4 separate regions of the Sus scrofa genome follow, and regions 1, 3 and 4 are each linked to region 2. The links are chromatin contacts, called in public HiChIP or PLAC-seq maps. All regions are on one chromosome and are shown on one strand. Each heading gives the region's core, a stretch centred on a gene start, on an enhancer-like site or on the middle of the called end of the contact. The rest is flanking DNA. Distances are from core to core; before and after follow the strand shown.

Evidence for each region. HiChIP or PLAC-seq counts read pairs in DNA pulled down with a chosen protein or histone mark.
Region 1: a contact with region 2 is called in an H3K27ac HiChIP or PLAC-seq map of alveolar macrophages. The contact joins two enhancer-like sites. A contact is called at or near these places in 2 of 2 datasets of contacts at active chromatin or transcription factors (alveolar macrophages and skeletal muscle).
Region 3: a contact with region 2 is called in an H3K27ac HiChIP or PLAC-seq map of alveolar macrophages. The contact joins two enhancer-like sites. A contact is called at or near these places in 2 of 2 datasets of contacts at active chromatin or transcription factors (alveolar macrophages and skeletal muscle).
Region 4: a contact with region 2 is called in an H3K27ac HiChIP or PLAC-seq map of alveolar macrophages. The contact joins two enhancer-like sites. A contact is called at or near these places in 1 of 47 Hi-C or Micro-C datasets (fibroblasts) and 1 of 2 datasets of contacts at active chromatin or transcription factors (alveolar macrophages).

What each region holds. Positions count from the first base shown.
Region 1 is chr1:77,648,428-77,655,237 of Sscrofa11.1, forward strand. It overlaps a transcript of FYN not described here. Among named protein-coding and RNA genes, the nearest start is that of FYN, 9.5 kb to the left of the region's middle. Within about 2 kb of position 4,949, at least 6 of the 83 cell types and tissues checked have an H3K27ac peak or open chromatin away from gene starts, as enhancers often do. A contact at or near this core is called in alveolar macrophages, where this site is marked.
Region 2 is chr1:77,995,553-78,002,769 of Sscrofa11.1, forward strand. No RefSeq gene overlaps it. Among named protein-coding and RNA genes, the nearest start is that of WISP3, 6.4 kb to the right of the region's middle. Within about 2 kb of position 3,564, at least 21 of the 83 cell types and tissues checked have an H3K27ac peak or open chromatin away from gene starts, as enhancers often do. A contact at or near this core is called in alveolar macrophages, where this site is marked.
Region 3 is chr1:77,610,802-77,618,086 of Sscrofa11.1, forward strand. FYN (FYN proto-oncogene, Src family tyrosine kinase) reads right to left here. Exons shown (of 11, transcript NM_001080206.2): 8 at 6,236-6,312; 9 at 5,992-6,145. Among named protein-coding and RNA genes, the nearest start is that of FYN, 28 kb to the right of the region's middle. Within about 2 kb of position 1,455, at least 6 of the 83 cell types and tissues checked have an H3K27ac peak or open chromatin away from gene starts, as enhancers often do. A contact at or near this core is called in alveolar macrophages, where this site is marked.
Region 4 is chr1:77,738,067-77,744,801 of Sscrofa11.1, forward strand. It overlaps a transcript of FYN not described here. Among named protein-coding and RNA genes, the nearest start is that of FYN, 99 kb to the left of the region's middle. Within about 2 kb of position 2,270, at least 8 of the 83 cell types and tissues checked have an H3K27ac peak or open chromatin away from gene starts, as enhancers often do. A contact at or near this core is called in alveolar macrophages, where this site is marked.

The DNA of each region.
Region 1 (6,810 bases), core at 3,699-6,198, 350 kb before region 2:
TCAGTAAGGCTTCCAGATGAGAATGCTGTCGGCCAGCACACTGAGTCTGGCCTTGTGAGCAAAGAGCCCAGCCACACAGAGCCTGGCCTTGGGACACAGAACTGTAAGCTAATATATGGGTGCTGTTTAAGCTGCTCAGTTTGTCCTAATTTGCTACACAGCCAAAGAGCATGAACACGTGTTTTGGTGGGATGGTGTGCCACGGAGGTTCAGGCTCCAATCTCAGCAGTAATGGCCACTAGCATGCAAAGGCCGGGGGCTGTGCTCTGCACTAGAATGTGTTGTTTCTCCAGATTCTTGTTACAACCCCAAGAGGTGGGACTGCTCTTCTCCCTCGCTTTGCAGCAGAGGAGCAGAGAGGTTTGGGAAATCATCCACAGCTCAGCGAGGGGTGAAGATGGGATGTGAGGCCAGGCAGACTGAGTCCCTGGCCAGTACATGGAGCCTCTACACCCGCACGGCCTCCTGCCCATGGAATCCTGGCCAGTCCACACAAGGGAGTGGGCGCCAGGGTAGGGGGCACGGAGTGAGAGACCTGTGGGGAAGGCCGCTGGCTGCACAGAGGCCAATCTCATGTGTGTGACCAGTGGAGGCCCTGAGTTCAGGGACTGGCCCCACTCCCCTCCATTCAATCCCCCCGCCCTGAGCCAGGGGCTCTGCAGGGGCGTGGGGACCACACCAGGTGTGGGGAGTCTCCAGCTCCCTTGAAGTGGTTTGGCACCTTAATGAATGTTTTCACCAATGACATTAAAGCAGCCCTTAGTTTCCTGATATTTCCTAGATGGGACAGGAAGGCATCCATGGCACAAAGGAGTCAGCACTGGGCTCTTTGGTGCAGAGTGAGCTTTCCCACCACATTAAAAACATGCTGTGCTTTATATCACACACACTTCCAGGAACACGTTCACTGTATAAACTGAGCTATACACGTCAGGCGTCCTCCAGGCACAAAACAACAGATTTCTACTCTATGTGGAGCCCGGAGAGGGAGAGTCCAGCCCCCGCCTCATCAAACCCACATGATAAAAAGCTACTCCTCAGGGCTGAGAAGACTGATGTAAAAGCAGGAGTACCTGCAACGCAGACACTGGCCATAAGCAGCAGTGGGAGAACGCAGCCTGTTTACAACTCACGTGAAAGCTTTGCTTCAGGAATCCTAACAGGTGGATTTGGACCGACTGGATCGTTTACACAGAGCCTTGTGAGGAAGGTGGGTTTGTTCCATGTTGCAAGGTAAGGGAACCAAACTAATATCAATCACTCACTCTTAAAGTGTTGCATTACTTTAAGAAAAAGCCACATTCCTGGCACCGAGAATATTTTTGGCTTCCCCATGCTGGCTCGTCCTGTTCAAATGACCCCCAGGCTGCGAGGCAGCAGCTCACGCCCTGCCAGCACGTTTCCTTCTCTCTGTATAACCTTCCCCAACACCTGGGGACCCATAAGCACTTCATAAAGAAATGGAAGCGTCAGACCCCAGCGCTGAGATTTAACACTGCAGTCAACCAAAGGCTGGAGCTGTTCCCAAACTCATGTGGACAAATGAGGGGTGTTTTCTTTTTTTTGCATTTTTTTTTTTCAGGGCCACACATGCGGCACATGGAGGTTCCCAGGCTAGGGCTCAAATGGGAGCTACAGCTGCCAGCCTATGCCAGCCTATGCCACAGCAACATTAGATCCAAGCTGCATCTGCAAACTACACCACAGATTATGGCAATGCTGGATCCCTAACCCACTGAGCAAGGCCAGGGATCGAATCCACAACCCTATGGTTCCCAGTAGGATTTGTTTCCACGGTACCACGTTGGATGACAAGTGAGGTTTCAATACCAAGCCATAGAACAGCTCCAAAAGGCACAAAGAACATTTTCTTCTTACATTCACCTTGTACATTCTTACATTCACCTTCTTACATTCACTCTTGTCAGGGTTAAGGCAAGAGTGAAACAGTGATAAGGAGAAAGATATATTTTAACTGTCTTTGCCAAATAGTTCAGAAAGAATTAGAGCACAGATTATAAAGCTCTTCAGGCCTCCCCCTGCCCCTTTTTGGAGCATAGCAATGTTCCTTGGGGTCAGTATTTTAAAATTTTGTATGATTTTCTAGAGAGGGAATTCACATACCATAAAATCACCCTTTTAATAAAGCGTACAGTTTGGCGGTTTTTAATACATTTGCAAGGGAAATGTTCTAATTCCAGAACATTTTCATCTTTCCCAAAAGAAACCTGTTCCCATGAAGCAATGAGTTCCCATCTTATTCTCAGCCCGGGCCCTGGCACACAGGAATCTATCTATGTCTCTATGGATTTGCCTGTTCTGAATATTTCACATCAATGAAATCATACAATAGGCAACTTTTGTACTGGCTTCTTTTGCTTGGCATGACATTTTCAAGATTCATTCAGTGTGTGGCATGACTTAGTACCTCACTCCTTTTCATGGCTGAAAAGTATTCCGTTATAGGAACTTATCAGTTATTGTTTACCAATCATCAGCTGATAGACGTGTGGGTTGTCTCCACTTTTTGGCTCTTATGGATCATGCTGCTGTAAACATTCACGTATGACCTTTTGTGTAGACATATGGTTTCAATTCTCTTGGGTGAACAGTTTAATATATAAGGAATTTATATAGATAAGAAAACCCTCGAGATTAGGTAAATGGAAAAACATGTGAATTAGCAATTCGAAGAAAGTAAAAAACAACTTGTGAAATACATTTCCCTTCAGTGGTAATCAAAGAAACTCATTTTAGATTAGTGAGATACTTTCACTTCTAAATTAACAAAGTTCAAAAGAGATGCTTGCCCAATAGCCAAGAAAGTCTTGGGAGACAAATATTCTCACATATTGCTGATAGGAGACCAGAAGTTAGCATATAACTTCTTTGTAAACCAATTTGGCAATAGTATCAAAAACCCTTAAAAATGGGCCTGTTTTTGACTGGGTTTTTTTTTTTTTTTAAATGACACATGAAGAGGTCCTATGAAGCGTTATTTGTACTTTGAAAAATTATAAAATGGGCTAATTCTTTAAAAACTGAGAATTCATCATTTTTTAAAATGAGAATAAATCAGCTTTACTTGTTAATAAGAAAGCATTTTAATCTTATCAATTACTGACTTGATTGTATATGAGCCGATAACAACCATACAATGATGAAGGATGCTCTGCAAACTGAAATATTAAGAGAGGGAGCGAGAGCGATTGCTTCCAAAGCCCGTTTAGAGGCAATCTCTCCTTCTGGAAGGTGTGAAAGGTACTAAAAGACAGAGAGACTTCACTGTTGTGTTTTCGTCACATCTGTGCTGGGAAGTGGGCAGTGAAGGCAGTGCTGAGAGTGGGTGGTGAATGCACAGAAAACCTCCACAGACATCTAATTAGGGGCAAAGCTATGATCAACTACAATCAACTCAGAGGACCGTGTAGGTGGCAAGTGGCAGAATCTGGGATAGAAGAACCAGGAGTGGGGTGGCTGGCTAAGTGGGTTCTTGAGAACCCACTGAGTTCCTAGGTACCTGGGGAAACCCAGTAAACTCAGGATGAGAGTGTCTGTTCAAGTCACCCTTGAAACCCAACCACGGAGCTGAGGTTATGAGGGTCTGCAGGCCCCTCTGTGAGCAATGGCTGAAGAGCCCACACGGGCAGGGCTCGAAGGTGGTGAGAGGATGAAGCAAAGCACTGTTGTTCACTGGACGCCTGCTGCAGGCAAAGGGACTTGCTCAGGGCACTGGGCAGAAACAATCTGTATTTTGCTCTCACTTTTCCTCTTGTTCCTTCCCCCTCTCCTGGTGGGAGTTCAGCTTGGCCTATTGATGCTTTGACTTTTGAGCCAATGATCCCTAGAATCTGGGGCAAGCCAAGCAGGGCACGGAACACTAACCAAGGCTGGTTAATTCGACCTCAAGTTTTGCAGAAACACCAAAGATCCAACAAAGACGTTTCTTCCTAATGTCGATATTTAGGGTCAAGCCTCTCTCCACTCCCTTTGGTTTTGTTCTATATAAACCACCAAAGGAAAACACAAATAAAAACAAAAATGGGGGCTTCTATTCATGAACCAGCAAAGAGAAACAGGAAAATCAGTATCGCTTCTGGGCCACAGCGGTAGAGATTGGCTTTCTGGGCTAAAGTGGCGGAGGGCCCAAGGGTCAGGCTGTCACCTGGCAGAGCCACAAGAAAACACATTAGCACAAAGTGGCTGTTTGAACAGGCGTCATCAACGCCCCCTCCCCACCAATGTGGAGAATGAAAGCCAAGGGGGTTCACTCTCCAAGGCCAGACAAAACCCAGCTTTGCCAATCTTTCCTGTCTCTAAGGAGCTTCCTCGCCAGATGACTCTGCAAATGCAGCCTCCTCCTTTCAAAACACAGTTAATTCTTTTTCCCTTTAATTTGTCACTTCCGCCAAGAAGCTCTATTCCTTTAAAGAAACAGAATGGACTTTGCCTAAGAATATTTTACTTTCCCTTTTGCCCTGGAGCTCATGTTTGTGTGGCCTATTTCTCCCTTTTCCACTGATTACTTATCTGGCTATGAAGTCAGAGCCCATCAAAATCTACTGCCCCGAGAATCTGGTGGTGGGGCCACTTGTATTGTGTTTTTGGAACGGAGGCCGACACCTTTTCTTTGAAGAAGGACATGAAGCCAGGTCCCTCCTCCTCTGGATCTTTATTTTGGCATGTTCTCAAGCTGCAAGACATCAGCAACACCAGCAGCCATGACTTTTGGGTCCCTTGCACTGGTTTAGAATTTCAAACCTTCTCAGAAGCTGTTTTGGTGTGAATGCCGATAGAGGAGCTGTCAGAAAACAGACCCCTCTCTAATTCCACAGCCTCTACTGGGACAAGGAACAACAGTGACGGTGATGATGGTGACAAAGGGAGCAGAGGGGCCACTGACCGGAGGCTGCCTCCTCCTGCCACTTCCTTGTCTAAGGAAATGAGGTCAGTCTGCCCTTCCGTGACATTACCTCCCTTGACCCTGGTGAGCCCCAGGCTGGTTGATGATGTGGTACCTGCTTCCACAAAACTTTCGCAAGAGGTCTCACTCGTGAACACAAGTGCCAACACAGACACAAGGAAATTAAAGGAGGGAGTTAGTAAGTAGGAGGGGGAGAACACGGGACCCACTGGAGGCAGTCAGTGATGCTTCCCCAGCAGCTGTAATAACAGTATCTGGGATGACAAATGGTGGCCACTTTGTGTGGGAGGAATGCGTGTTATGTGGACCAGACTACTCACTGATGACCTACTTGGCAGATGAGATCCAGTCAGAGGTCTGTTAACAGATCCAAAAAGGGAAGACTTGGTTTCTATATCAGCATACATTTATATATATATATATATATATATATTTTTTTTTTTTTTTGTATTTTTGCCATTTCTTGGGCCACTCCTGCGGCATATGGAGGTTCCCAGGCTAGGGGTCGAATCAGAGCTGTAGCTGCCGACCTATGCCAGAGCCACAGCAACACGGGATCCAGGCTGCCTCTGCAACCTACACCACAGCTCATGGCAACGCCGGATCGTTAGGCCACTGAGCAAGGGCAGGGATCGAACCCGCAACCTCATGGTTCCTAGTCGGATTCATTAACCACTGTGCCACGATGGGAACTCCCCAGCATACATTTATAAACACATATACAATTTATGGTAAAGCAAGTCAATAGTGACTTTTTACAGGGTGTATGTGTGAGGCAGAGGATGATGATTTTTTTCGGAGTGCTGTCTTGTAGAGGAATTGAACTTGAGGTTATCTCCTTAATGAGGACAGCAGAGCAGTTTATCTTCCCTTTTTCCAAGAGCTTGCAGGATTCTGGCATCAGATAGGGTCACCCTTGGCCTGAAGGGAAGAGGCCCAAATCCACCTCATTGAAGATAAGAGAGTAGTGAGAGGATAAAAGCTGCTGAGGGGTGGGGCAGACGCTAGCGGTCCCTCCAACTTCACCCTGATTCTCCCACAATAATAGAGTTTGAGGTCTATGGCTACATAGCTGAACATTACTGTTTTCAGACTCCCTTGCAGCTAGGTGTGGACATGTCACTGAATTCTGGTCAACTGGTTGTGAGTGGATGTGATACACCTGACTCTCGCATCCCTCAAAAGAGTGGGCTGCCCTTCATTCTCTCTCCGACTTCCTGTGGGCTGGAAAGTAGATGTGGTACCTGTAAACTGGCATCGACCAGGCAGAGGAGGGAAGCCCACCAGGGATGGCAGAGCAGTAGGAACCTGGGCCCCGGATGGCCTTGTAGGGCACAGCGTCAACCACCTTAAAGCTCTGATCTCTGACTACGACATGAGAGAGGCATATGAACACTTATCCTGTGGGAACCCCTATTTTTCTGGGGGAAGCGAGATGGGTGATGGGGTCTTTTTGTTATGAGAGGTGGCCTGTGCCCCAACACAAGGAGGCCATAACTCCAACATGGAGCTTTAGGGAGGCTCTGCTGACCACCTGTTCTTTTTCCCTTTTCCACCTCTAGAACCAATAAGAGCTTCCAATCTCCTTTGATACTACAGTTAAACTTGGATTAAGGCAAGTTCATAGCATAACAACCACAATGAATTGTAACAATAGCTACTATGAACTGAGAATTTATTTTCTGCTTGGCAGTTCACATACGGTATTTCATTTAATCCTCAGAACAACTTTGAAAGGATGCTTCACAGTTCAGGAGCCTTGGACTCATAGAATTTAAGTAACTTGTCCAGGGTTACCTAGCCAGAATGACCTGGCTCTGACGACCCCAGGCTGCCTTTTAAGAAGCATGCTGTGCTCTTCACTAAATGACAGGTTTAATGATGGG
Region 2 (7,217 bases), core at 2,314-4,813:
CTCCATATGCAGTGGGTGTGGCCCTAAAAAGACAAAATAAAAATAAAATAAAATAAAATAAGGTACTCCCTAATGGAAGTGACTCTCTGACCTGGGTGACCCTACAGCTCCCAGGTGCTGTGAGCTCCGGTCTTCTTTGCCATCACTCTGCTACATGCCGATTCCTTTCTGATTTTCTTCCGTATTTGTTTTCCCAAAGCCAACATCTGAATCATATAAACTAGCATAGAAAAGGTATACAACTCTAATAGAAATTATATTTATTGCTTATACTGAAAAATTAATGCATTTGCTGCAGTTCCTATTGTGGCTCAGCAGGTTAAGAACCTGACATAGTGTCAGTGAGGGTGCAGGTTTGATCCCTGGCATTGCTGTGGCTGTGGTATAGGCCAGCAGCTGCAGCTCCAATCCAACCCCTGGCCCTGGAACTTCCATACGCCGCAGGTTCAGTCCTAAATAATAATAATAATATTGTTCACATGTGGAGATGCTTCGAGAGCCCAGCAGCAGAGGCCCTTCTCCATGGTGGAGAAGTTTCCATCCCTCCTGTTTTTACAACTGTCCAGAAAAGACAGGATATTCTTAATGAAAGCTGCTTCAAATCTTTAAAATTGTTTTGTCCCCATTAAAACAGAACTCATGTCCATGTAGTGCCAATCCACAAACTGTCTCTACCACCCCTTGGTGCTAAGGGGTCACAGCCACTCGTGTTGACAGCAAATTCTGTCCTAAAGTGAGAGGCATGTCTTTGGAGGTAACTGAGTTGTGAGGGAGAAATATCCTCCTGCCACTGGCCCCAGGTCTTGCGAGAGTGGGGGCTGCTCACCAGTCCTCGGCTATGTGCTGGAAAGGGGCCAGACCTCCCTAGACTCTCCCTCACCAGAGCTATTGGACCTCAGGTTCAGGACCTTCCAGCTCCCCAGGGATTCTCCAGCCCCAGGAGTGGCACAGAAACAGCCGGGTCTTTAGACTGGAAGGAACCATAGGCCCTGGGGCAAGGTGGCCTGTGGGCTGCAGGACCCAGGAACCCTGCCACCAACCAGGCCCAAAAATGATTATGATTCAACAGCCCTTAAAGGAGGGTTTGGAGTCACATTCAACTTAATTTAAGAGATTCTAAATATATGTGCTGGAGTTCCCGTCATGGCTCAGTGGTTAACGAATCCAACTAGGAACCATGAGGTTGCGGGTTCGATCCCTGCCCTTGCTCAGTGGGTCAAGGATCCGGCGTTGCCATGAGCTGTGGTGTAGGTTGCAGATGCGGCTTGGATCCAACATTGCTGTGGCTGTGGTGTAGGCCAGCAGCTACAAGCTCCGATTTGACCCCTAGCCTGGGAACCTCCATATGCTGTGAGTATGGCCCTAGAAAAGACAAAAAGAAAATAAATAAGTATATGTGCTATTTTCTGTTCACCTGAGTTTCAGGACTAAACTTCTTGCTGCAGTTGGATATCCTAAGTTTAGACATAAAATCTGAAGGGGCTGGTCAGGACAGTGTCTGTGTGACTGGCAGGGGCCCACAGATGGCATTTAAGCAGCCAGGGCTGAAGAGCTGCTTTCTACACTCCAAAAATATGACATGCATCTCACTCTAGGGGGGCCTTTGTGGATGAGCCTCATCAAGCACCAGCCCTGCCGGGGGTGAGAGGGAGCTCAGTTTTGTTCCACCAGGGCTTGGGTTAGGCCAGCATAGGATTTAGCAATTGATTCAATTACCTTGCCTGTGGATTTGGCTAAGTGGTAGATTACTGTGTATTTTTTTTTATTTGTCTTTTGAAAAATGATTACTTTTCAAATTTAAGTAGGAGCTCTTTAAATGACCTCTATGCCACCAACGGGCCAGATTAACTATCAATTTCCTTTGTGATACATACTGGCTGTGGAGTCCCCATTGCGGGCAGAAGAAAAAACCCGACTATTATCCATGAGGACGTGGGTTCGATCCCTGGCCTTGATCAGTGGGTTAAGGATCCGGCATCACCGTGAGCTGTGATGTAGTTCAAAGATGCGGTTCGGATCCTGAGTTGCTGTGGCTGTGGTATAGGCCCCTCGCCTGGGAACTTCCATAGGCTGTGGGTGCGGCCCTACAAAAAAAGAAAAAAAAAAAAAGAAAGAAAGAAACAAACTGAATGTTTGTGTTCCTCCAAAATTCATGTGTTGAAACCCAACCTCCAACGTGATGGTATCAGGGAGTCCAGAGAGCCCTTGCTCCCTCTTTTCAACAGGTCAGTGTATAGCAAAAAGATTTCTGTCTTTGAACCAAGAAGTGGGCCATCAACAGAACCTGACCATGGCCCTGACCTCAGACTTTTGTCTCCAGAACTATGATAAATGAATTTCTGTTGCCTGTAAGCCACCCAGTCTATGGTGTTCTACGAGAGCAGCCTAAACCAAGATGCTGACCAATGCCCATAGGGCATTTGGGGCTGGGGGCTGGTACCACAGAGGCTGCTGTTTAATGGGCCCACAGTGTGTTGTTTGCTTCTTTCCTAACCTGTTCATTTCGATTGGTTGTGTTCCGATAATTACACAGTTTGACCAAATATTATTAAAACCAGTGATACAAAGATACACAAAGAAAAAGGAATGTGTTACTGGTGAAAATTAAGCTTAAGCTTGGGGAAGACTCAATGTAGGAAAGTTGATTTAAAAAGCATTGTTGAATTGTATTTGGTGGTTATCAGTACAGCATCTAGAAAGCTTCTTGAGTCAAGATGCTTTGTACTGTCCTTAAAGTCTCATTTCACTAAGGAAACCTGATCAGTGAGACAATACAGAGGATGCATTATGGGTGCGTGATCTGCAAAGAAGGGAGATAATACAGCACTCTAACCAGCAAATCCCTATTCTAAGAAAGGGCGTTGCCCAAATAAAAGGATTGGTGAATGAACATACATTTTAAGTTCCTTGTTACAATGAAATGTTGGCTGCATAAATGTATCGTTTGTTTGTTCGTATGAATCCCCTTTTTGTCTGAATGGATTATCGCCCTCTACTGGTCATTAGTGAGAGTTGCCAACCACGGCTCACATGGAGACCCCACCCACGGTTTAGTTTTAGAGCATCTCTTTTCATTTAGAATGTGCAGATTTCTGGTTACCACGCGGGCTGAAAATGCAGGCGTGCCCACATCAATCTAATGAAATTATTTTACATCCGAAGTATTTTCATCTATTTCATTTATTTTATAAACGAATGTCATAATTGGGTGGTGAACACCCTTACCCCACTCCCACACGATTTTATTGCCTTTTAATTACATTGGTAATATTTTAAAATAGATGTTGATTAAAAAGGCGTTGGCTTTCAAAAAGCATAGCTGCTATTCTTTGGTGCCACTGTTCCCAATGACAATATGAAACAAATAATTCTGACTATTGAAAAGTCCGATCTTCCTATGAATGAGAAAAATGTGTGCAATGAATGGCCCTCCCCTCCCACATCAAGGGACTTGGCAGCGAGGGAAAAACATCTTGAAGGGACATTCCGGATCCTGCGGGAGACCTGCCGAGATGGCGGCGGGCTCCTCCCACCTCTGCGGCAGCGTTACAATCAATAATGCAGGGGCTCTGCGGCAGCGCTGCGCCTTCTTTCTTTCCCGCTCCAGCAACGGAGCGAAAGGCAAGTACGTTAGTCCATTGCACCATCTAGCGTCTATCGGCATCCATTGCAGGTTGGATCTGGAAAATCAAAACCAGTCTAAATTGTGCGTGGGGCGACACTTAGGCTTGAACAGGATATCTGATGTTAAAAGGCGAAGAAAAAAATGGATGTCGTGTTTATTCATTTGGCTGTAAAATGAGTAACTTAAGGCGAGAAATTCCAGGTGACGATCATGTAAAGTAAATAAAGATTATCAAGCACCTGCCAGTCATTTTATGGGTACCAAGGCTATACCTATGGGTCTCTTCAGCCTCGATTCTCTTGTGACTAAATCTAGTTGGAAAAATCATATAAACATACCTCCAGCTAAATTTGAGGCTCATATTAACAACAAATGTTTTTTAGTTATAAATATATCCCATATACATTTAAAAAATTAACTGGGCTTCCTATTACCACGATTTTTTTTTTTAACTAAATCTGTGGCAACACATGGTTGCAATATAGGTTTTACAAGGCCTTTGGCGGTGCACAAGGGGCCTGAGGACCTTTACTGGAAGCTTCTCAAGAGTCACTAACTCGAATGGTTCACCAGAGAAGTGAACCGTGCGCAGGCTTCTCCTGGCAGAATTGCATCAGCAAAGGCAAAAGTCTGGGGGAACACACAGCACAGCAGTTCTGTGCTGCGCCGCGAGTGCAGGAGGGAGGAGGGGAGGGGCGCCCAAAGGAAGTTGATGCACAAGAGGGCCTTCCACTGTGCTAGCCAGGAGCTGGATTTTACCCCACGTGCAAGGAGGAGTTAGAAAAGGTTTTGAATAGGAGAGCGACATGGTCAAATTTATGTTTAAGGAAGATAAATCTGCAGCAGTGTTAGGATGGGTTGCAGGGTTAAGAAACCCAGGGTGGAAATGTGGAGGACGCTGCCCAAGGTCAGCGAGCTCCTAAGTAGCAGAACTTGGATGTGCGCTGGGGTCCACTGGCTCCAAGTCCAGCGAGCCTGTCACCCTGCCAACAGGCCTGCTGGTCTATTGGCTGATAGCTCACACACGCAGTCATTGTCAGGCTCAGGAACGACACCACATTATGCATGTTCTCCCTTCCCTGAAAGATGAGCTCCACTTGGAAATGTGGGAAATTCCTTGTCCTCCTCTTCTCTCCCTTCCTACTGGTCAGGGGCCTGCATCTGATTAACTCAGCGCCCTTTCCCACACAGTGCTCACCCCGCAAACCAGTCTAACAGGGCCAAGTGACAAAGTGCATTAGATCCTCCGAGGTATTTGGCCTGTTTTCCTTGGGCCACAGCCTGGCTTTCGGATGCCCTGGGAATGAGGGCACCTGCTTCTTTTCAAAGAGATTTTGCCGCGAGGCCCACACAATGGCAGGGCCAGAGTTTTGCGGTGGTCTGGAGCTGCTCCTACTTGGACCTGGTATACTTAAAAGCTGGACGGAAGGCCAAGCAGAGCCTGGCAACCCTTCTGGATACCTCGGAGGTGGAGGGATTGCAGCACCTTAGCCACAAGGCACCAGCCCCTCAGAGGGTGCTCAGGTACACCAGCCAGGAGCCTGGGGTAGTGGGGGAGGATAGTGAGGAAATCTGCTCTCCCCAGGCTTATATCATGAGATCGATGTCAGGATCTTTTTTGTTTGTTTTGGCTGCATCCATGGCATGCAGAAGTTTCCGGGGGCCAGGGATGGAACCAGAGCCACGAGTGACAATGCTGGATCCTTAACCTGCTGAGCCACTGGGGAAACTCCTCATGTCAGGAGTTTGAGGCTAGAGCTTTGTTTAAAAAAGTGGGCGGTGGGGGGAGACGTTAACAGAAAATACACACATGGTGAGAAGAGCAACAGTAAGAGTTAGAAAAAGGACACAAATGATGCAGGGAGTAAATTATGCAAGATTATAGTCATGCGTAGCTATGGTAGTTTTAGGCTGATTTTATTTATTTATTTTTTGTCTTTTTAGGGCTGCACCCGCGGCACATGGAGGTTCCCAGGCTAGGGGTTGAATCAGAGCTGCAGCTGCCGGCCTATGCCACAGCCACCCAAGGTGTGAGCTGCATCTGGGACCTACACCACAGCTCACGGCAATGCTGGATCCTTGACACATGGAGCAAGGCCAGGGATCAAACCATGTCCTCATCAGTACCAGCCAGGTTTGTTATTGCTGAGTCAGGATGGGAACTACTTCAGGTTGATTTTTAAAAGGAGTCCTTTTAAAAAGGTTTGTTTGGAACACCTGCCTTCTGAATGCCCTTTAGCACTACCAGGCCTGTGGTGGCAACCTGGCTGGAGGAATCTCTCATTGGAGATCTAGTTGCAGGCCCTGGTGGAGCAGAGCAGACAGAGCCAGAGGAGATGGAATTGAGGTTCCCAGCATTGGTTTTGGTTCTTGAGGCCTATGAACTTTCAAGATGGATGGTGATTTTGTGAGACGGGATTTGCAGAGAGGATGAATAAGCCACAGATCAGGGGGGTAGGAAATATTCACTTCTTCATTTTCTTCAAATTAAAATTAAAATTTTAATTAGATCATTTAATGTTAATTAAGTTAAAATTTAGCTTAAACCTGGCTCCAAACTCCTCTCCCCCATCTCCATCTGGAGTCAAATTTGTTATTCTAAGTTGTCATTGGCAGGTTCCTCCCACTATCACCCCTACCATCCTCAGAGGTTGGACAACAATCCCGGAGGAAAAAAGGCCAAGCCTCTGGTCTTCACTTTGTTTCTTTTTTGCCTTTTACAGCTGCACCTGTGGCAGATGGAAGTTCCCAGGCTAGGGATCGAATTGGAGCTACAGCTGCCGGTCTACATCACAGCTACAGCAACACCAGATCCTTAACCCACTGAGCGAGGACAGGGATCAAAGCTGCGTCCTCATGGATCCTAGTCAGGTTCGTTCACCACTGAACCAGGATGGGAATTCACTGGTCTTCATTTTCTGAGCCTCCTGCCCACTCCAAATGGTCCACATCTGTGCGAGCACGGAAGGCTCTACACACACAGAGGTCCCTGGGGAACAGGCTCAGAGATAACCTGGATGTCCCGTCCCCACCCCACCTTCTTCACTAGCTTCCTCCTCCCCTTGGCTGCCTCAAACTCACCCCTCCCCCGCCCCCCCTAACTTTCCCAGCCTCACCTCTTCAGATCCAGTTTCCCTAAAAGGCAAGAGAAAGCATTTGCAGAAGGATCCTTCAGCTGGAGGATGGATGGAGGGAAATACAAAAGGCCTCACTCACTTTTCTGAAAGTGGAAAGGGGAGCAGGAGGAAAAGAAAACGCAGAGGACACACTGCAATTTTTTTTTTTTTTTTTTTTTTTTTGGCTTTCTAGGCACCCATGGCATATGGAGGTTCCCAGGCTAGGGGTCTAATTGGAGCTGTAGATGCTGGCCTACACCACAGCCACAGCAATGCCAGATCCTTAACCCACTGAGCAAGGCCAGGGATTGAACCCGAAACCTCATGGTTCTTAGTCGGATTCATCTCTGCTATGCCACAACAGGAACTCTGACACACTGCAAATTAACATCTCAATAAATCACCTTGCTGCAGATTCACTCTGGAATTCTCAGGCCCTGCGGAGAGGCAGCAGAGCAGGGAGATTAAATACTTGG
Region 3 (7,285 bases), core at 205-2,704, 390 kb before region 2:
ATTACTATGAGTTTTCTTCCTTAATTTTTTTTTTCTTTTTATGGCCACACCCACGGCACAAAAAAGTTCCCAGGCCAGGGGTTGAATGAGAACCACAGCTGTGACTTACAATGCTACAACATCAGATCTTTAACACACTGAGTGAGGCCAGGGATCGAACCCACACCCTCACAGAGACTGCCTCAGGTCCTTAACCCACTGAGCCACAATGGGAACCGCTTCGATTTTTTTTAGGTAGGAAAATAAAGACCCTTTTCAAAGAAAAGCGATATTAAATACAAAAAGTTCAGGCCATAAGAATGCTTTTTATATTTCACAACCCTCCAAGAGCTTTTATTGAGAACTCATTTAATTCCCACACTATTAGGTGAGGTAATTATTTCTATTATCTCCATTTTACAGATGCTAAAAATGAGGCTCAAAAAAGGTTAACTGATTTGCCTTGGCACACACCAAACTTCTAAATGAGAGCTAGATCAAACTCAGATTTCCTGACTGCCAACCTCAGCTTCCTTGGTCTCGCCAGGCTGCCTTAGCAACTTAGAGGGAAGTACACCACCAGTAAATAACATGGTAGCTGTGTAGTCTACCTTTAAAGATACGGCCACGAAACCTTCTGGGGGGTATAGGCCTGCCCTAAGACCAACAATTCCTCTCCCAGGAAAACACCCAAAAGAGAGGAGGATGTGCCCACCACTGCAGCTTAATTCATAAAGAACCCCAGTAAGAAGTACCAGTAGAATGGATGCATAGACCTATTTGTACAATGGAACATTACTCAGTAAAGAAAAGGAAAGATCTATTGTTACCTGCGGCAACATGGATGAATTTTGTGAAGTGAACAGAAAGAAGCTAGACACAAAAGAGTGATACTGTATGGTGTTTTATAGGAAGTGATTACAGGAAAAATGAATGCCTGGTGATAGAGGGAATGCAGCGGCTCCCTCTGGGAGTGGTTACTGGCTGGAAGGGGGTGCAGAGCTCTTTTAGGGGCTGGCAGTGTTTGTAGCTTCATCTGTGGATGGTTTCAGGAGCATAAATGTAAAAATTCACTGAGTCATACCCTTCATATTTATTAATTTTACTGTATGTATATTATGGTTCAAAAAAAAAAAAAAAGTATCCACATGGCTCAGCGGAAACAGATCTGACTAGCATCCATGAGGACGTGAGATCAATCCCTGGCCTCGCTCAGTGGGCTAAGGATCTGGCACTGCCTTGAGCTGTGGCATAGGTCACAGACGAGGCTCGGATCCAGCATTGCTGTGACTGTGGTGCAGGCCAGCAACCGCAGCTCTGATTTGACCCCTAGCCTGGGAACTTCCATATGCCATGGGTGGAGGCTTAAAAAAAAAAAGTTAAAAAAAAAAAAAGTATCCACAAAACCAAGTCATTATGATACATAAGCCAGTTCTTGCTGAGCTTGTTAGGTGGAAATCAACATTAGTCATCACTATGTGTATATGTATGACTGGGTCACTCTGTCGTACAGCAGAAATGATCACAGCCTAGTAAATTAACTATACTTCAATGAAACTTAAAAACAAAACAAAAGAAACATTAGCACTGAGTTTCCTAAAAGCACATGAAGAAAGTGTGTCAAGAATTCTCCCCCTGTCTGTGTGAGCTCTGGAGGAACCATGGCTGGAGGGCTGAGAGGCTTGGAAAGCAAGGCCTGGTGACAGCCACCCTGGTGAGTGGCCCAGGGGACAGCGTCGGACGTATGAGGATGATGGGACACCAGATCCTGTGATGCCTGCACTGCCTCTGGGGTGAAGGTGCAGGGTTGGGGAGGGAGGGGGCTGTGACCAGACCTCAGGGGAGGGTGCAGGCAGGGTGGGGTTGGGAGGGAGACGGCTGAGGGGTGGCGACATGGCAGGGAAGGCTGGGAGGCGAGGCCCCCCTGGCAGAGAGGCTAGGGGAGGACACACCTCTCTAGGCATGGACACCAAGCTCAGACTCACTGGCACGACAACCTCAAGCTCCACAAACTCCAAGCCGAACTCACCCTCGTTCTTCCTGACCTTCTTCCCTACTTGTTCCCGCTGCTGGCAACTTCATCCTTGCCATTACTCACATCTGACCGCCCAGGAATTAGCTTTGATCCCTCTCTCCCCTTCCCGAATGGTGTGTGAGCCTCTCCATGTGTCTACAGCACATGCTCTCATCTGTTTATTCCTCAAGAACTTGGTCTGTCCGGGACGTAACGCTCAGAGTCCTTTTTGTTAATTGCTATGCCCTGGGCAACATGCTGAACAACTTACACGTATTGTTTCACTTAATCTTTGCAAAAATTAAAGCACAAAGCAGGTAAGATATATTTCCACTTTATAGATAAGCAAGCTGAGGTGCAGAAAAATTACGTAACATGCCCAAGGCCCTGGAGCTGGCAGGTGGCAGGGCTGGGTTTCAAATCCGGTTCGGTCTGGCTTCATGCTTACTGCCTGCCCCTGGACAGACTTGGGCTTCTTTCTCCCTGAGGCTCCTAGCAAAGCTCTTGCACTTGGAAAGGCACTCAGTTCATGTTGCTTTACTTAGAGATCCTGACTGAACATAGTGGAACAAAGGGTTCACGACTAAAGAAGATCTAGCCGCTGTCACAGGGGGACAGGCAGAGGTAACAGAGAATGAGCGATACCCCTAAACAATTTCTTGCGGCCTCCAGAATGCAGCTGGTGGAGGACCACCCTCCTGGGCTCTGAGCCTGGTCTGTACCTTCTCCCTGATGAAAGGCTGCCGCTTACAGTCCAGTGGGGCCAGGAGCCGGAGGAAGAAAAGACCACAGAATTCCAGTTCTGCTTTTCCTCTGGGATGTGTCAGCTCATCCCAGAGGAAAAGGGAAGAGAAGAAAAAAAGAATTTTAAGAGGAAAGAGTGGCGTATTCTAGTTCTAGCCGGGTGGCGGGGGGTGGGGGTGGGGGGTGGGCGCAGGCAGACAAAGGATATTTCATTGTGTTCTTGGATAGGAGACTCACAACTGTGTTGAGAAACAACTGTCACTCACAGTCCTAAAATACCTGTGATAGGCACACACTTCTGAACACTGCCCACACTTCCACAATCAAGATGTGGCCTGGCTGCGGCCTGTGGGGAACATAAAACCTGATGTGCAAATATTTTCAGGCACATGGAGCAGCTGTCTGGAGGAGATGATGAATCCCCTGCAGAAAATTCGGCACGAAGCACACGTGCCATCTGCAGAGGACACTGGCAGATACACTCCACGCCCTGCCTGCCTCATAAAGTGGCCTAGGAAGGGCAGACACTCGGGAGGAATTGTGTAAACAGCCAGGCTGTCCCAGAGCTGGAAAATGCATTCTTCCAACTCCCTCACACATGCACCTCAGAAGGTGCCCCTTAAAAGCTTTCCCATAAAATAGCAGGGAAAAGGAACTGATGACTAATCGCCTCCATTTTTATCTTCTGTTCTTTTAATCATTGTCTTGATGAAAAGCAGTCAGCATAGCTTAAGAGGGCAGATGCACGGGGCCAGCCACACTTGGATTCAAATCCTGCCTTGGCCATTTTCTTAGCTGTGTGATTTTATACAACTTACTTAACCCCTCTGAACCCGTTTCTATTTTTCCCGCTCTACTCCTTGCATGTGCCTGCTTGGGCCTGGCCCTGGGTAGGTATTCTACGAATACCCCAGCTCCCCCTTTTCCTCCCCTGCAGCATTTCCTTTATTCTCCTTGCAAATCCTAGGTCCCCAGTCTTTGGTTTCATCCCCTAAGTTCAGTTTTCCAGTCCATTTACTTCTCCTTACTTATCTCCTTCCAGTGTTTAGCATGGATCTGAAGATACTTGCAAAAGGGAAGAGAAGAAAAAAAGAATTTTAAGAGGAAAGAGTGGTGTACTCTAGTTGGCAATGAAAGGAAGGAAACATAGTACAAAGGGTGTGAGGTGGATCTCTTGAAAAACATTTGGGCAGGTGACAGTAGAGGAAGCCACCAGAAAGGCAGTCAGGACAGCTCACAGTGAGGAGGCAGGGCTGGGTGGCCAGGGCTGAAGGGTGGCTGCTTGGGCCCTGCTCCATGGCAGCAGCGTGCAGTGAGGGGACAGCAGTGATGGGCTCCTGACATGCCTTCCCCTGCACAGCATTGCCCAGGGCACCTGGCTCTGTAAACTAAACACCAAGCTCTGTCAGCAGCACCCCGGCCAGCATGCTCTGGCTCCTGGCCCTGTGACCTTCTCATTTACGGATGGTTCAAGGCTGTGAACCACAGATCCCATAGATCCAGAGCCTGGGAGAAGGGGAGAGGCTGATCCTGAACCACTCCCTCTGGCACCAGAACCCCACTCACATCCGACAGAACGCCGACACGTCCCTCTCCATTGCCAGCTCCTTCCTAAATCATATATTCATGTCTTGTGCCCTTCACGCACTCTTCTGTCCTTCTGGGTCCGTGAGCTGGGGTCTGACAGGTCTGCCTCAGGGTAAACTCTCTCATCAGGGCCAGGTCTCAGACCTGGGGGCACATCAGGCCCTCTCAACTCATCTTGACTCCAAATCATGCCCACATTCCTCTCCGGATGGCCAGTGCCAATCACAGCTGCCTGCATGCCTTTGATTAGTGATATGGCTGCCATCTGGCCCTGTACTGGCATGCGTGTGTGTGTGTGTGTGTGTGTGTGTGGTGTGTGTGTGTGATGCATGGGCATGCTCACTGTGTGGGCATTTGGCTCCAGGACAAGAACTGCCACGTGCTGGGGAAATTCAAATAGCCGAGCTGTCTGACTGACGTGTAATTTAGCATTTGGACAGTATCTGTGCGAGGCAGGGTCTTAGTTTAGCGTTTTTCCTCATCATTTGAGACTGCTGAGGAGGATAAAAGCAGGAGAGAACTGGCATGAAATGAAAGAGTTAAAAAAGAAGGAAAGAAAGAAGAATTCCAGAAATCACCACTATAGCATCCAGTAGAAAGCACTACCCAGTCTGTCCTGGTGACTGCTTAGCCTTGCTCAGAACGGCTAGGCTTTGGTTAAGGACAACAGTGAAGGAGACCTCCTTCCTTAGATGTGAGCCCTATATTCTCCATGAGAAACCTACATTTGATTGCGAACTGCATACTTAATTCCACACATTTACCCTTTGATCACTTTCTGAGGTTCTGAGAAGAAAGCAAATAGCCTTGGGAATTCCCTCCCTGGTACCTAGTGCTCCAGACACTCCTGAAAAGCTGTCCTGGTGGACTGGCTGCTGCTTTGGGATGTATTTTGTCTAGAGCCTAATTTCTACAGATGTTTGGAGGGGGTGGGTTGGGAGTGGATGATTAAATGAAGTGGAGCTTTCAAGGGACTATGCTGTTATCTTCTATCCTCCCTGTGGATCCCCGTTCTACTCATCTTCTCCCCACTCTGGACCCATGTAGACTTGTCAACGGGCTACCGTGACTTCTGGCTCTAGCCCGGTTTTGCAGGAAATGTGGAGGAGGGCTGAACGGTGAGCTCAGGTGCCTGTTCACCAGATCCACCCCAGCTGCCGTCTCCTCTCCACCAAAGGCGGGATCTCTGCACAACTGCTCCCTCTTAGTCCTGGTGCTGTCCCCAGCCCTGGGGTGCGGCATCACACCCTGTCGGTTTTCCCAAGCCCAGCCCAGGCCATTGTAAACAACTCCTTTGTTAAATTCTCCAACCCCACACGCCTTCTGCCATTGGTTGCTACTTTGATGGAGTGAGCTGCTGCCTGACTGATCTCTTGGTCTCCCACAGGTCTCTTCTTCAAAAGCCAAATGTCCCAGGCCTGGATGCAGTGAGGAGGGCAGCACGAGCCAGGAGGACCACTCACTCACCAGAAAGCAACATCTCAGCAACCCACTGAACCTGCTATAGTCTCCCACCTGCAGAGCTGCCAAATTCCTGCCAGATCAGGAAAGAAAAACCCATCTGAAGAATGACATTCCAAGTATTTTTCTGGAGAGAAGAAGGGAAGGAAGGAGGGAGGGAGGCCCCAGCAGGATGAGGTCAGGAGCCTCCCTGCTCCCGTGCCCACCTTGTCTTGCTGTGTACTCGTTGTCCTCGATCAACCTGGCTAATCCAAAGTCGGCGATCTTGCAAATGAGCCCATTCCCCACGAGAATGTTTGCCGACCGAAGGTCTCTGTGGATATAATTCATGCGCTCAATGTACGCCATTCCTGCAGCAACCTGTGGAAGCCGAGGGAACGTGTTACACATGGCCCCACATCCTTATGCGTCTGGAAATCTGAGGCAGGAATCAGGTACCACCGGGCTTACCTGTGCTGCCATGTCCACGAGGTTTGGTAACTTCAGGGCTCTTCCTTCTCCATCCTTTAAGAAATCGAGTAAGCTTCCTATGAACAAAACATAAAATCATTTCGATTTCCTTTGAAAGATAAAAATTCCCGACAAAGGGCAAATTTGGTTTTCTTATTAGATGTAATGAGATATTGAATGAAATAATGCTTTTAATGAAAAAAAAAAGTTATGCCAAAAACGGTCAGAAAAAAACACTGAAAGGCGGCACTGAAAAGCAGTGGTTTTAGCTTTTAAAAATAAACAATGGTGACTCCATTTCTAAGGACAACAAAAATAGGATAAAACTAGAAGAAATGAGACTCGATTCCCCTTATGTGATGAGGAAGAACACGGGAAAGGCTGCACCACTGCAATCTCATTCCTGATCAGCCCCACACAAGAGTGATGCGGGGAATGAAGTGCTCAGCCAAGTGGTTCCCAAAGTGTGGTCCTGGGACCAGCAAGAGAGGCCCCCACACCCTTCCGGAACTCATTGGAAATGCACACCGTTGGCCCCACCCTTCACCACCGAATCAGAAACCTAGGAGGTCTGGTCCAGACAGGTGTATTTTAAGACGCCCTTTAGACGATTCTGAAAACTAGTAAAGTTTGAGAACCAATGGCCCAGGTTATTGGCAGATTTAAAATCAGGAAAAAGAATATATGTGGAATACAGCGTGGAGCAGGTAGTTTCCCACATTAGGTCATGGCCAATCAGGCCCTAAAAGACATCTGACATAAAACAGCAGGCGCTTCAAAGTCACTGTGATAACACGGCCTAAGGAGCTGAGAAGGAACTTCGGGGCTGAAAGCATCATGTGCAGAGGCTTGAGGATTGGAGTGATCATAGGTGACTTTTTTTCATGCCTTACTCACAGAGCTATTTACCAAATAACCCTGGATACCAAAGACAAACAATCTTCCAGGAAATAATTCCAAATATATTATAAAAGAAAGTACAAGGAAAGGAAAAACTGCACTGGTGTCCTCTGATGTACAATGCATTGCCTTTTAAGGCTGTTTCTTGTT
Region 4 (6,735 bases), core at 1,020-3,519, 260 kb before region 2:
CCTTTGTAGTAAGGGTCTTGGCATCTGTTATGTTAAGCCCAATTGGGTGACTGCTTAGAGACATGTTCACAGGCTTTCATGGAGGTCTTGTTGCCATTTTTCTCTAAAAGAAGTCAAAATAAATATACTACAGAAAAGAAAAATATATCATATTTATTTTTAAAGGGGAAAATAAGTTTGCTTAAACTGCATGTACTCATAGCCTAGAAGAAAAATGACCTTTTTCTTTTTCATATGTGTGTTTTCTAACTAGGATTCATCTCCACATTAGCAGACAATTAAATTCATGACTTGCCGAAAACAAATGGGTTGAGTGATGGATTTGTCCCATCTTTCAACTTCTACCCAACTAATGTTAGTTCCACTGAACTTAAGCTCTCAGGTGACATGGCATTTGATGGCCACTCTCTACTGTGAGGTCATCTTCAGTGGGTGCCCATGAAGGACTCTGAAACCTCCCTGTCTCGTCTCCATGGGTACTTGTTTCACAGGCACGGGTGACCTGAGTGCTCCAGCGTGTGTGCTACCAGGAGCGCTCTGGCCGTAGGCCTATCACAAAATTAGTTACAGAATAAGAAGCTTATTGCTTTTTTTCTACTTGGCAAGCCTTCTCTAACACCCAAGTCTCAGCTGTCTGCAGCTGTTCTGGCCTCTTCACCAGAGGCTTCCACAGGTAAAGGCATCTGCAAGAACAGGGTAGCGTTCTGATTTTTCACTCATGTACTTTAATGATTATCATCTATTCCTATCAAATGAGACTGATTTTCTACTTGAGGTGGTGATATAAAGTTTCTTGTAAAAATAAGTTTGGAAGTCTCCTGGTGGCCTGGCGGTTAAGGATTCAGCATCATCACTGCTGTGGTGCGGGTTCCATCTCAGGCCTGGAAACTTCTGCATGCCACTGGCTTGGCCAAAAATAAGTATATCAAATAAATAAATAAACAAAAAAAATCAATAAATTTGGCTTAGCATAAAAACTTAATGTAAGGGACAATGAGCAATAAAGATGGTGCATAGATTTGAAAAAATCAGACAGGTGTATACAATTGACTAAAGTTTGCAAACCAGTGATCTAATGCTAAGCATGCCTCCTGAGTCAGAGAGACCTAGGTTTTAGTTCTGTCATTAAATAAGCGATAATGACTAATTTCATTGTCTCATAAATAAACAATTCTTTCATTGAAGGTAGTAGTTCTCCTGGGCAGAGTGTTGCAGCTCAGAGAGTAATACAAATTTAGTAAAATTGCTCTGCAATCTGAATTCTACCTTGTTCTTCACAGAGCTGCCTGTGATAAATGATTCAACCCTAAGGTTTAAAGATATAAATACAATATACTCTTGCAGGATAAAAATATGGGGGTATGAATTATGAAGTGAGAGGAAGACTGCTAAATACCACTCTCCTCATCTGGTCTGACAAGTGAGCCCTTGGCAGCCATCTAACATGAAGAGCAAAACCTTCGTTGACCCACACAGACCTTCACTGAGAGTATTCCAGGGCCGTCCAGGCAGAATAAATTACAAAAGCAATCTGTCACAGTACACGAATCCTTTTGATGCTGGTCTGGTAAAAATCCTGCGTATTCTGTGGTACCGATCAGGAAAAACACTGTCAACCAGTCTCCTCCTACATGAACTATAAATCTCTTAGACATGGTAGTTCAGCTCCCAAGTGACCCCAAACCCCAAATTCTAACCTCCTGAAGAAATGACATTCATGTCCATGTTCCTTTCGAGTCAAGACCTCAAGAAACACTAAGTCAACTGATGTTTGGGACCTTTTTTCTTCTTACAAGCCTGAGTGTGAGGAAGCAAGTGTCTGGGGCAGGGCGGGGATGGGGGTGTGGTTTCACACCCACCTCCAGGCACCCTGCACACCCCTGCTCCCTACGTCCCCACTGCCACACCCACCCTGTGGGCAGAGCTGGAAACAGATGCTGCTGGGCTCATTCCAAAGAGAGGTGTTTGAGACAAAGTGCCCTGTCCTCCTGAACCCTTATTGACATTCACACTATGCTAAATGCCACATGGTAGCCGGTACTGTGGAGCTGGGGGCGTCTTCCTATGCACTGCCTGCCATGGACTTGTTTTAGAAATATTTCTACAGTGTAGCTATTGTTCTCCATTCACTATATAATTGTATGATACACTGGGAAACAATTGCTCCTCCATGAGTAAAAGTGTGCTTACCAAACAACAATTGGAGTTGCTGGCACAGGGAGCAGACCTTGCCCAGCACCAGCTGATGTATGTTGCAAGCACAGAGTCTCAGCCTCTGCCCCTGCTGGATGTGCAAGTCTCAGCACTTGTTAATTCTGAGACCTCAGTCTTGGCCATTAAGATAGGAATGCTACTCTATGCTGTAGGATTTCACTTGCACAGTTTTTACTTAGTTGCTAGTCATAATAAATAAAGAGAAAACAAAGAGACGCTAATTTTTCTTAAGTCCTAAAGTTTAGAGTCAAACTGAATGGTTTGAAACAATCCATAATAGACAGTTGATGTGGCAGGTGTGTAGGGTGTGTGTGTGTGTGAGAGAGAGAGAGGGGAGGAGGGAGGGGGAGAGGGGGGGAGGGAGATACAATGTAGAGTTGGACTCCTGAGCATAAATACAGCAAACACTGGACAACATGGGTCAAGATGCTTCTATGCTCCTTATTCCTACAGAATCTGGTTTCACAAAGAGACTTGTTTGAGAACTTTATATTCTACGATCTCTCAAATCATATTTGTCCTCTATACATGTTTTTGGGTATCTGCCTCATCTTTGTCCCCTTCTTTGGGAATCTGTCCCGCTGACAGCTCAGCAACAAGCCATGCGACCATAGTTAGTCCAGCAATGTGTGACTGGACTGGAGTGAACAACTGAGAAGGACGTTCCACCTACATGCTGGCTGGGAACCTACAAGTTCTGTGGCTTGGCTGAAAAAGATAAGCAAAACCAATCAGACTGTTCTGCCAGGAATTTGGAATTAGAAAATGGAGTGGCTGTTACTAGTTAGCTGTGGGTTGCTATGTAGAAAGATCATTTTAATTGAAATGCCTTTTTAATTCTTTTTTTTTTTCTTTTTGAGGGCTGCATCCATGGCATATGGAGGTTCCCAGGATAGGGGTCCAATCAGAGCTATAGCTGCCAGCCTACGCCATAGCCACAGCAACGCTAGTTCTGAGCCACATCTGCAACTTACACCACAGCTCACGGCAACACCAGATTCTTAACCCACTGAGCGAGGCCAGGGATCGAACCTGCAACTTCATGGTTCCTAGTCAGATTCATTTCTGCCAAGCCAAGAGGGGAACTCAGCCTTTTTTTTTTTTTTTTTTTGTCTTTTTGCCATTTCTTGGGCCGCTCCCACGGCATATGGAGGTTCCCAGGCAGAAAGTCTTCTGCCTCCTCCAAAATATTTTGAGTAGAAAACATTTCTGAATCACTGGTCTTTAAATATAATTAATAGTTACTCACTAGGGGGAAGAAAAGCATGCACATAATTCCTTGGTGAGTGGTGCAGAAAGCAGAGGCTAGTGTTTGGTCCTGATGCAGGACGTCTTACAGCCCAACAGCTGCTGGCTCCCTGGGCATCACTGGTGACAAAGAAAGCTTTAGCCTTGAAGCTAGAGCATAAAGGAAGCCTAGGGCACATGTCCGAGGACCCTCTGTACCCCAGGCCCCAGCCTGGTGTGGGGAAGGTGCTCAGACATGCTTGTGGGAGTGTATGGGAGTGAACTTGGTCCAAGATCAACCTTGGGGGAAGTGGGACAGGCTTCAGGTTAAACTGGTTTGAGAAGCAGAGAGCAGCTGCCATCCGCACTGTACGTAAGTGAATGCAGGCTGTTGTGAAGAACAGGCCTGTGACTGCCTCAGGCAGGAGGGGAGGGTGCCAGGGCCTCCAAGGGGAGGCAGGGCAGATGGTGATGCTTCAGGGCAGCGAACAGAAATGCCCACAGCAAAGCCCCGAGACTCTTTCATCTAAATGGATGTGTTAATGGCTCCCACGGAGCGGGTATAAGAGGGCTTAGCACATATGCCTCCGTCTACTGTACTGGTTGTAAATAAACCATGAGCTTGTCTGCACCATCTGCTTACTGTGCACTTTGTGGGGCTGTGTGAACAGAAAGAAGTGTTTGGGGCCAAATGGCTAGAAATATTTCAGTTGTATACTTGGAAACCAAATATGCTTATATAGCTAGATTATTACATTTTCTCTAAAGTGGATAATTAAAATGTTCCTTTAAAAAAAAATGGGGGGTGGGGAGTGGTGGTGCTGGACAGTAGGAGGCCACCCAGCTTCCAAAAGGCTGAGGAGAAGGTCACAGGCACAGGATGAGGCTGGAGATGAGGCTCCTACAACTGGAGTTAATCTTGAGTTAGTCACACTTCACCAGTCTTAACCGCAAATACTTCATCTATAAATGAAGAGTGTGTCACTCAGCTTCCTTGGAACAGTGTTTTGAGAATTAACTCATGTCTAAAACATGAACTTCTTTAGATAAAAGGTATTCTGAACACACAAAATGTTTTTATGGGGACAGCCATGCCCTCTATAAAGTACAGAGTATACATTGTACATGGTCATTACTGCCCTCATATATACACTGGGATTGCTCACCACTCATTTTATTTACATAATTTTCCTCAACATTATATCAATAAAGTAACTAATTCATTCATGAAACAACTGCTTACTGAGCATGTACTATGTACTAGGCCTAGAATAATTTTAATCAGAGGTAAGACCCCTACAAGCACAACTGTGTTCTAAAATCACAGACTTAGTCTGTTGCAAGTAATTTCCAAAATACATGTTGGATTTATGCTTTCAAAATTAAATAGCTTATTGCACCAGTGAGAATGACCATCATCAAAAAGTCTACCAACAATAAAGGCTGGAGAGGGTGCAGGGAAAAGGGAACTCTCCCTTTTACATTCTCTCTTACATTGGTGAGAATGTAAATTGGTACAACCGCTAAGGAAAACATATAGATGTTCCTCAAAAAACTAAAAATAGAACTACCATTTGATCCAGCAATCCCTCTCATGGACATCTATCCAGAGAAAACTGTAATTTGCACCCTGATATTCACTGCAACACTATTTACAATAGCCAAGACATGGAAGCAACTAAATGTCCATCGACGGAGGAATGAATAAAGCATATGTGGTGCATACATATAATGGAATATTACTCATCCATAAAAAGAATGAAATAACGCCACTTGCAGCAACATGGATGGACCTAGAAATTATCATACTAAGTGAAGTTAGACAGTGAAAGACAAACATCATATGATATCACCTATACATGGAATCTAAAAAAAGGACATAAGTGAACTTACTAGCAGAATAGGAACAGACTCACAGACCTCAAAAACAAATTTATGGTCACCAAAGGGGACAGGTCAGGGGGAGGGATGGACTGGGGGTTTGGGAATGGCATATGCACACCATGGTATATGAAGTGACTGGTCGACAGAGAACTCTACCCAATATTCTGTGATCATCTATCTAAAAAAAGAATCTGAAAAAGAATGGATGTGTGTACATGTATAACTGAATCACACTGTTGTACAGCAAAAATTATCACAACACTGTAATCAACTATACTTCAATAAAACTTTAAAAAATGAAAAAATAAACAGCTTACAAAATTAAACAGTGGAGTGTTTTCCCCATTTGTAGATTTGTGATTATCTAAAGTTTAGTGATTTGAAAGAATTCAAACAACTCCCTCACCTAACTTGGATGAACTTTTCCCAAGGCCTTCCTGACACAACAGCAATTTTAGGCAGATACTTATGCAACCTCCCCCACCGCCCACCCCAGGGAAACTCAACAACTTAAGGAAAACCCTATAAAACAGCATGAGCAAACCATCCAGTATATGAACTACAACTCTGAGAGAATAATCACATGGTGTTAGCTTCATTTACAAAGTGTATCTCATCTTGACGGATCTCCAGAGATAATGTAAGACAAATCCTGATAAATAAATGCCCAAGGTTATTCAAATACTTTTTATGGCACTGAACTTTGATCAGAACTTGCTTGGGAGTTCCCGTTGTGGTGCAGTGGTTAACAAATCCGACTAGGAACCATGAGGTTGCGGGTTCGATCCCTGGCCTTGCTCAGTGGGTTAACGATCCGGCGTTGCCGTGAGCTGTGGTGTAGGTTGCAGACATGGCTCGGATCCTGCGTTGCTGTGGCTCTGGCGTAGGCCAGTGGCTACAGCTCCAATTCGACCCCTAGCCTGGGAACCTCCATATGCCACGGGAGCGGCCCAAGAAATGGTAAAAAAAAAAAAAAAAAAAGAACTTGCTTGGAAGAAAGAAGAGGTAGAGGGTGTGATGGTTATAGCTAGTGCTCTGGATTCACACAAAGCCCCAGACTATAATCCCACAGCTAGGGTCTGACAGGAGTTACTCTACTCTCTAGGCCTCGGCTTTGTCATCCACAAAAAGGATCTTTCCCATTTCCTAGGATCTCCAAGAAGCGCTAGCGAAACAGTAAAAAGGTCTTAGCATGTGGTAAGGACTCCAAGAGTGTTAGTTAGCTATGACGAGATCTTCACTCTGCAGAAGCAGAATGTGCATGGAAGCCAGAGGTCCCTCAGAGTGAAGTTACTGAAACCGGAAAGTGGGCTGAGGATGGGAAGGGAGACCCTGCTACCTCTAGGTTTCCACAGCAGCTCTGCACCCTGGCCCGAGGCACAGAACACAGAGAGGTGCTGAGAAACTTGA